Linked DNA regions of Sus scrofa: region 2 is linked to region 1. The links are chromatin contacts, called in public promoter capture Hi-C maps. All regions are on one chromosome and are shown on one strand. The core of a region is the stretch at or near the end of the contact, and the rest is flanking DNA. Distances in the headings are between cores, read along the strand shown.

Region 1 (4,671 bases), core at 1,370-3,869:
CTTTTATTTTTTTTAGGGCCGCACCCATGGCATATGGAGGTTCCCAGGCTAGGGGTTGAATCGGAGTTGCAGCTCCCAGCCTACACCACAGCCACAGCAAGGTGGGATCCGAGCTGCACCTGGGACCTAAACCACAGCTCATGGCAAGGCCTGATCCTTAACCCATTAGGTGAGGTAGGGATCGAACCTGTGTCTTCATGGATACTAGTCAGATTCGTTTCTGCTGAGCCACAATGGGAACTCCCTCATTTTCTTATTATTCTTAGCATTATTTTTAAAAAGCATATAATGAGGTAATCAGTCTGACCAGCAGACAGATGAAGGCTCAGGTCTGCCTTCTCCTAGCATGAGCCTATCAACTCTTTTCTAAATAACCATTAGATTGATTATTGGGTGCAGTAATTCTACCTGCACCCAATAATCAATCTAATGTCCTGAAGAAGAAGAAGAAATAGAAATGCAGGAGCTAGATACTGTCTTACCAAGAGCCAAAGAGAATCAAGATTCTGAGTTATTGAAAAAACTGTGGAACTAGAGGAATTTGAAATGAACAGTTCAGGTGGAGGAAACCCAGCTACTACTGAGAGGTTGGTATTCAATTTCTTGGAAACTGGAGTTCATTCCTGGAAGCACAGTCAATGGGCTCTTTGGGCACCAAGGGCAGGGCAGTTCCTGGAGCAAACAGGGCAGTACTGCTCTGCCCTTGGGCTGACACTAGATTGTGGCCAGCACTTGGCATGGTTGTTTTCAGGCTCAGACTGGGACTAGGTAGGAAGTCAGGGGGATCGTCCCATTTCTAGGTTAATGAACGTATTTAGTTGACATGCAAGTTATTGCTCTGCTTTGAGTTCCAAACATGCAAAACCTCTTAGAACATAGCTAAGATGGGCCACCTTGATCTTCGGATGTCATTATATATCTAAATCTTGAAAACCTTTGAGGGCCAGGCCCTGGGGCCAGATGCCATGAGGTAGGTGCTTATCACATACTTGCTGAATCAAAGAACTGGTTTGGGATGGACACAGAACTAGCAAAAGAGATAAAGACTGAAACCCTACTTCTATCAGTGTCTGCTTCATTTTACCTCTGCGATCAAGGGAGCTTCCTACAACTGACTCTTCACACTTTAGAGAAACACAAACAACTCCAGAACTCAGAGCTGTGTTATTGTTTCAGTGATAGGCTTCACAACTGAACTGTTCTATAGATATGGGTTTAACATCTGGCTCCTTAAAATAGTGTTAACTGGGGGATTAAATGTGGGAATAAGTGGCAAATCCAGAATCTATTGTCTTTAAAAGCAGCAACCCACTTTCCATTTCTTTCTCATTCAACTCTCAGATGTTTCTTAAATAGCTTGTTTACAACTACCCAGGAACATGCATAAGCTAGGGTGAGAAGTGAGAAAATAACCACTCTATTCTTTAATGATTTGAACCACCTCATGGAACACCGACTTCTAAATTCACTGGGCAAACATCTATACTGCAATGGAAAATATAATGTACTAAATTGCTAATAGGAGTTTTTGTTTTGTTTTTAAGGTTAATCACAGTGCTGGAGGAAGAAAAAAAAAAACCCAAACATTGATTTCTGTCTTGTATCACTAGAAAAACTGCTCAGTGGTGGCTTGTGAAAAATCTCACCTCATCCGGACTGCCAAGGTCAATGAGACCCAAGTAATCGACCTGGGAGATGCTTGCCTAATTATCAAACATTCTGCAAACATTTTGTGAACATTTAACCGTTTGCACCTGGACCCCTCCTTCAATCCATGCGGCTTCCTAGGGCTGCACCCTCTCCTCTCCACCACCCAGGGCGCCAACACCCCAAAGGGGCAAATCCTGGGACCCAAGGACATTTCAAAGAAACAGCGGCGGTCACCTTCCATTTCAGTTTTACTTAAAAACACTCAGATGTTTAAAAATAGGGGAAGAGGAGGGCTCAGAAATAAGAGGAAAATCTTTCGCAGTTTTTCCAATTCAAGTTCTCAGGCACCGTTGAAAGTTCATTAATTAGAGATTTAAAGACAGAAGTGTTTCATATACCAATCAGATGCCAAGCTTTGCAAACTGTCTTTGTCTTTAGTTGGGGGAAGTTTGTAAAAGTCCCCCCATCCACCCCATTCTGGAGTTTGCTTCTCTTTCCGCGCCTTTGTTGAACGACCTGACTTTCCCGAAGCAACCAAACCGAGAACTGCCTCACCCGCCCTCTTTTTTTTTCTCCCCCGGCAAAAGGAAATAAATAAAAATGCCCCGCGAGAGAAGTGGGAGAAATCATGCCACAAAGCCAAGTTCCGCGGGAGTCGAGCCCCCGTGTTGCCCGCGGCGGGGCCGGGAGCGCGGGGCGGGAGAAGGTCCCTACCTGGGGCCGGGCAGCAGCGGCGGTGTCGCGGCGCCCATGACTTCGCCGGCTTCGGGCGGCCGCGCGGGGAAACGCCAGCGGCTCAGCAGCGCCTGGACCCGCCGAGCTCGCTGCGGCCGCCCCGGCGCTGTCATTGGACCGATGAGTCACGTGGTCTGGCCGGCGGGCGAGCCCCTCCGGCCGGCGCAACCCCTCACCTGCGCGCCCCGCTTCGCGCAGAGGCCCCGGGAGCGCGACAGCAGACTTCCCGAGCCCGGACTGGGCTGCAGGACGCACCGGAGAAGAAAATCCCGGAGTTCGGCCTCTGATCCCCGATACTCAGGCTGCCAGGCAGCCGGCGCCGCGAAACTTTGGTGCCGGCTTTTCCGCCGTGCTGCTGGGAGAGGGGAGCTTCCTCAGATTCGGCGTGAGTCAGGGAGGTACGTAAATGCACTCCCTGGCGAAGAGACCTCCCCTCGTCCCCCGTGAACTTGGGGTTTGTTTCCTTCCCGGTTCTGGCCATAGCCGCTTACACCTGGTGTGTGCAGTTCGCCTGCTTTTTATGGGATAGATGGGAAAGAGCGCAGACGCTACTGGGGCGAGAATTCCCAGGGAAGTTGCACACACTCATCTGCACCCTCAGGACCGCAGTGGGAGTTCAATGATGTGCTTTCCTGCCCCCACCTTCCCTTTCTGTGCCTGGGGTGTTGGAACTTTGGCTGTCACACTCCGTCCACCGTCCTGAGCTCCACGGCCGTGCTTGCTGCAATCCGTGCATCTAAGCTTGGTTGCTTTACTTTAAAATAGTATTTAAGGGTTGGAAAGTTTATTCACCTGTGCTCCAAAGTGCGTCGGTGTTGGTCTTGACAGGAGAATGTGTTAAGCAACGGCGCCACCTAGCTCGTCGTCTTCTCTCTTTCCCCTTCATTCATTCGGGGAGAGTCAGGATAAAACAGAATGCTGGAGAAGCAACAGACAGAATACTATTTAAAGATGAACACACTGCCCTCAGCTCTTAATGTGTCCACTCTAGTGATTCTAGCGCCATTTACACGACGACATTTCCCACGCTTTATGGGGGGAAACTCATGTTTTGAGATTCTTCCCACTTGTGTAGTAGCAGCATGCTTTAAAAATGATAGATTTATGAGGGACATTAAATGCTCTTTTACATCACTTTCTGATAAAAACTCTTTATCCCAGTAAAGGACCGTCCTAACTTCTAGCCCACGCTTAAGTAATGTCCACAGGATACTGATTACATTTATCGGTTAGATTATTCTAACCAAAAAGACTGGTATTTATCTTGGGTTTTAAAGTATAGTTCCCAGACTAGCAGAATCAGCATTATTTGGAGGAATTTAGCAAAAATGCAGATTCTTGGGCTCCACCCCAGACATTTGGATTCAGAGCTGGTGGAGCCAGGGAGGGTGAAGTAACTTGTATTTAAACAAATGATGTACATTCCAGTTTGAGAACCACCATCCTGAGTCTGCTCAAGCAGCTGGCTAAATTCCACTCATTTGTTAAAGGTTGGGATTCTGTAAAGTCAGAGGTGGTGGTGTTACTGGTAACCTCAAATTACCAGTGTTACATAATATGTCATGTTGACACACTGAAACCTCTGATGTGTCTATACAGAGTGTCATCTGTACTTTATGCAGATCACATGGAATGCCAAAAAACGTGGAGACCCTCATGAAAAATACAGAAGAAAAACCTATGGTTTCTTCATGCATATAGAAACGAAACACCATGATTCACTTAGTATTTTGGGTATGTTTATGTTTTCATTGGCATATAAATTATTCTCCACTGATGAGTCATGGAAGAGAGGAAAGCTAATTTGAGTGGATTTGTCCGTATAGTTCTAAATTTGTCAATATATTTCTAAAGAAGAGACAACAAACTTTTAAAAAAGGTTATGATGTTGGCTTACATTTTAAACCAAAAGGCACTGTATTAGGCGTTTTAGGATTTTGAGAAAGAGGTAACTGGTTGGATTCTTCATCTTTAGCTCAGATTCCCCATTGGATGGACACTATATTTCCAATTGCCTGCGTGGATATCTTAACCTTTAAACTCTTTGGGTTCAGGTTTATTATTTCCCTCATTTTCATCCCTAAACCTATTCATTTTACTTTTGCAACTCTATACTCTCCACCCAACTTCAACTGGAACTGGAATTATTTGTTTCCCTTCTCTTTCATCTCTTTCCTCTATCAGTGAAGTCCTGAAGTCATCCTTCTTAGCCATTGCATTGCCACTGCCCTAAGATCAAGTTCTTACATTCTCTAGCTCAGATCTCTGCAATGGTCTCTTTTCTGG
Region 2 (4,594 bases), core at 1,792-4,291, 79 kb before region 1:
TGATCTGTACTCTTTTAAAGAAAAATGTAATGTTATGAAAAACAAAGACAGATTGAGCTACTTCTCCAGATTAAAGGAACTTCCAAAGAGACACGTCAACTGAATGCAGTACATGATCCTTTTGTAAGAGGTCATGATTGACAGAACTGGTGAAATCCAAATAAAGTCTATAATAGGTGAAAGTATTAAATCAGTGTTAACATCCCAGGTTTTTTTTTTTTTTTGGTCTTTTTGCCATTTCCTGGGCCACTCCCATGGCATATGGAGGTTCCCAGGCTAAGGGTCAAATCAGAGCTGTAGCCACCAGCCTACGCCAGAGCCACAGAAACGTGGGATCCGAGCCGAGTCTGCGACCTCCACCACAGCTCACGGCCACGCCAGATCGTTAACCCACTGAGCAAGGGCAGGGATCGAACCTGCAACCTCATGGTTCCTAGTCGGATTCGTTAACCACTGCGCCATGACGGGAACTCCTCAGGTTTGATCATTGTACGGGGGTTATGTAACAGCACGCCCTTGTTCTCAGGAAATTCACAGTGAAGTATTCGGGAGGAGAGGAGCACAGTATCTGAACTCATTAAAATGATTCAGGAGTTCCCGTCGTGGCACAGCAGAAACTAATCCAACTAGGAACCATGAGGTTGTGGGTTCGATCCCTGGCCTTGATCAGTGGGTTAAGGATCTGGCGTTGCTATAAGCTGTGGTGTGGGTCGCAGATGCGGCTCGGATCGCACTTTGCTGTGGCTGTGGTGTAGGCCGGCAGCTACAGCTCCGATTAGACCCCGAGCCTGGGAACCTCCATATGCCGCCAGTGAGGCCCTAAAAAAAAGCAATAATCTGATGTCAATTTTTGTTCCGCTTGTCTCTGGCTAGGACCTAACCTATAGAAAACCGCTGCTATTAAGCTATTCTCTATAAGGAAGCACATGGGAAAAGATCTTAAAAAGGAGCTCATGAAAAGCCCATGGACCCTTCTAGATTTAGCTGTCATACTGAGTATGTACTAAAGACTTTCCGGAATAGCCAGTCCCGGGCCCTAGAACCTGGAGGCAAAGAAGAGGTTTCCTGTCCTGAGGCTGCCCCATCTCAGAGCGGGGCTTATGTCCAGTGTTTGGTGTCCTCAGCGGTCTGTCTCCTGTACTGAGCACAAGCCCCTCACAGGCAACGCCTCACTCAGGGCAGCATCCAGCTTGCATGCAGGGAGCCCGTCACACCTGTTATTCAAATGAAGGAATGGCTGGGGAGTGACAGGTGTGAAGGAACAAATGGGGAGGATGAGATTTTTAGGCATTATCCCGGTAGAAGTTCTTCCCCTTTCCACGATCAAATCTCACTCCACCCAGTGGTCCAAACCCAAGAGCCAAGACCGTGATGTGAGCCAAGAGAGATGGGAGGGACGGTGGCTCCCCTTCCCGGCTTGGGAAACAGCGGAGTCTCCGTTAAGGAATTCCAGGGGTAAGGGCCGTCTGCTTTGAGAGCTGTAGTCAACGAGCTTTCAGAGCAGCTGCTGGGAGGTGGTTTGAGTTGATGGAAGTTGGGGGTGCTTAAAGAGAGACACGATAAAATTAAAACACTTAAATTTCCACTCCATTTGGAAAAACCAACTTCTCAATGTTTGGAAAACAGTCCGGGATTTCACGTGAACCTGGCCAGGAGGTGAAGTTGAAAAATACCGAGTGAGTCACTTCTGGGTCTTGACCTCTGGGACTCAAGTGGTGTGGATAAAAATAACTAGCAGGCGCTGAAGAGTCCACCAGGTGGTTTGCAAAGGAAGTAAAGACTGCCTGCCCAACTTTATAGGCAGTATTGAATCTCCAGTGGAAAAAGGACAAGAAAATATATATATTTTTTCTTTTTCCTGCCACACCTATGGCATATGGAAGTTCCCAGGCCAGGAGTGGAACTGGAACTGCAGCTGCCAGCCTACACCACAGCCACACCAGATCCAAGGCGCATCTGTATCCTACACTGTAGTGCACAGCAATGCCAGATCCTTAAGCCGCTGAGCAAGGCCAAAGATCGAATCTGCACCCTCACGGACACTGTGCTGAGTTCTTAACCTGTTGAGTCACAACGGGAGCTCCAAGGAGATAATCTTGACGACCCAATCTATTTCCTCAGCAGAACCATTTCCTCTGTTCTGGGCAGGCTTTGAAAACTCTCTGGGACAGAATTTTCTAGGATGTTCCCTTTTCTCCTGAAGAGGCTAAACTTTCGGAATTTTGGAGAACCTGACAGACTATAAGAAAAATTTTTTTTTTCTTTTCTAGGGCCACACCCGCAGCACATGGAGGTTCCCAGGCTAGGGGTCCAATCGGAGCTGTAGCCGCCGGCCTACGCCAGAGCCACAGCAATGCAGAATCCGAGCTGCATCTGCAACCTACACCACAGCTCACGGCAACGCCGGATCCTTAACCCACTGAGCAAGGCCAGGAATGGAACCCGCAACCTCATGGTTCCTAGTCGGAACCATGCACCACGACGGGAACTGCATATAAGAAGACTTTTATTAGGAGCACCATCAGTGCATTTGATGCGTTCTCAATAGTCAATGTACTGCCATATACCAGCATCACCTAGAACTGGGTTTGATGGGACATTTATGCGCACGTGTGTTCAAATGTCCACCACCCCGCCCACCTGCCAAAGGGTTCTCTGATCAAACAGGTTTGGGAACAGCAGGGGTAAGAGATGAACCCATTCGTAGTTATGAAAAAGAAGGATTTCACCTTGTTGAATGCAGTTATTTCCCCAAATTATTTGACCACAGAGCTTTTAAAACCAGAAGTTGGGTTTTGCGGAACTTTGGGAAAAACAAGTGTCAAAATGACAGTCCCAATTATCAGGAGGGGTTTTGTGCCCCAAACTAAAATCATCAGGCGGTGCCTGGTGTGTGGGTGAACTCAGCCAGGCAAAGTCCACGTCAGGTGACCGGTCCGCCTTCCAGCAATGCGCGGATGTGGTAAAGTTGTGCAATCTCTTGATCCCTCAGTTTCTTTATCTGCCCAATGAGTCCATGACATCAAAGCTTTCTTCTAAATCTATCGCAATGGTGGGTCAGCCAGGAAGGTTACTCCCCTCACGAGCCTTTATCTCACCTGGCTCACACACTGTTATCACTGAAAACGGAGAGGTGCCAATACGGCCCTTTTGCAGGCGGGGAGCCCGGCTCAGTGGTTTGTGAACCTCCCCATCCCCAAACTGATGGGCTGTGTTTGGGTCCCCAGTCCACACTCAGCCCAACCCAAGAGCCTGATGGACGCACGGCGCTTCTCCTTCTGTTTCCTTTCTTCAGGCCCCAGGGTCTCATCTTGTTCCCTCAGGTCTGCAGCTCTTTAGAAGAGGTCTCCTTGGCTGCTTTGCCAGAGGGTACAGCCGACCAGGGCCCTGAAGCCTTGAGATGGGGAGGGGGTGTGTGTCACAGCAACGTCCCTGAGAGGACGGGGGACTCAGGTCAAGGGGACTCTGAGGGTCAGGGAGGTGCGCCTGCTGGACTCTCTTCTCCACTGGACTGGGCAGGGGGAGTGTGTGTGGGAGGCAGGGCTGGAGTGGGGGGGGGCAGGAGAGGCGGGGCTGGTGTGTGTCGGGGTGGGTGGGGCAAGGGAGTGAGTTTGGGAGGCGGGGCTGGTGTCTGTGCTTGTGGGGGGGTGGACAGAGGAGTGTGGCGGGGGTGGGGCAGGAGAGGCGAGGCTGGGGTATGTGTGTGGGCAGGAACGGAATTTTTATACACATTTGAGACGCCTGATCACAGCGCATCAGTAATTCAGCACAGCGGTTCCATGAGTAATTTAGGGTCAGAGTTGCAGGTTCCAATTTATTAGCTCAGTGACCTCCAAGCAAATCTTAGCCTGTCACCTTTAGCTGTCTAATCTGCAAAATGAGAATGATAATAGTTCCTGCTTATCAGGATTGTTTTGAAAATTAAATTAGATAAAAATATGTATGGCATTTACTATGTCTGGCGTCCTGCCAGTACTCATTAATGATTTATAAGTAGTTAGCCTTTGAGTGTTAAATATGCATTTAAATACTGTTTTAAGAAATTTCATGTATTCATTCAACTTTACAATAACCCTCTAAGACTGGTATTTTATATATAATATATACACATTTTTAAATTGAAGTATAGTTAATTTATAATATTATGTTAGTTTCAGGTGTACAGCAAAGTGATTCAATATTTTATAGATTATATTCCATTTAAAGTTATCACAAACTAATGATTATATTTCCCTGTGCTATACAATATATCCTTGTTGGTTATCTATCTTTTTTTTATGTCTTTTTGCCATTTCTTGGGCTGCTCCCTCAGCATATGGAGGTTCCCAGGCTAGGGGTCTAATCGGAGCTGTAGCCGCCAGCCTAGGCCAGAGCCACAGTAATGCAGGATCTGAGCTGCGTCTGCAACCTACACCACAGCTCATGGCAACACCGGATCCTTAACCCATTGAGCAAGGCCAGGGATCGAACCTGCAACCTCATGGTTCCTAGTTGGATTCGTTAACCACTGCACCATGACGGGAACTCCCGGTTATCTATCTTACACATAGTAGTTTTAATCCCCTACCACCCTCTGGCCCCTTCTCCCTTCCCC

What was found. Promoter capture Hi-C pulls out the DNA fragments that hold promoters and counts their contacts.
Region 2: a contact with region 1 is called in a promoter capture Hi-C map of liver, with 12 times the contacts expected there. The contact joins the enhancer-like site here to the promoter of C8H4orf19 in region 1. A contact is called at or near these places in 2 of 5 promoter capture datasets (fetal liver and liver), 20 of 47 Hi-C or Micro-C datasets (alveolar macrophages, blood, brain and 10 more) and 1 of 2 datasets of contacts at active chromatin or transcription factors (skeletal muscle).

Annotation. Positions count from the first base shown.
Region 1 is chr8:29,010,832-29,015,502 of Sscrofa11.1, reverse strand. It overlaps C8H4orf19, which reads right to left and starts at 2,619. Exons shown (of 4, transcript XM_021101097.1): 1 at 2,365-2,619.
Region 2 is chr8:29,090,183-29,094,776 of Sscrofa11.1, reverse strand. All of the region lies in intron 2 of C8H4orf19, which reads right to left. Among named protein-coding and RNA genes, the nearest start is that of C8H4orf19, 80 kb to the right of the region's middle. Within about 2 kb of position 3,041, at least 7 of the 83 cell types and tissues checked have an H3K27ac peak or open chromatin away from gene starts, as enhancers often do. A contact at or near this core is called in fetal liver and liver, where this site is marked.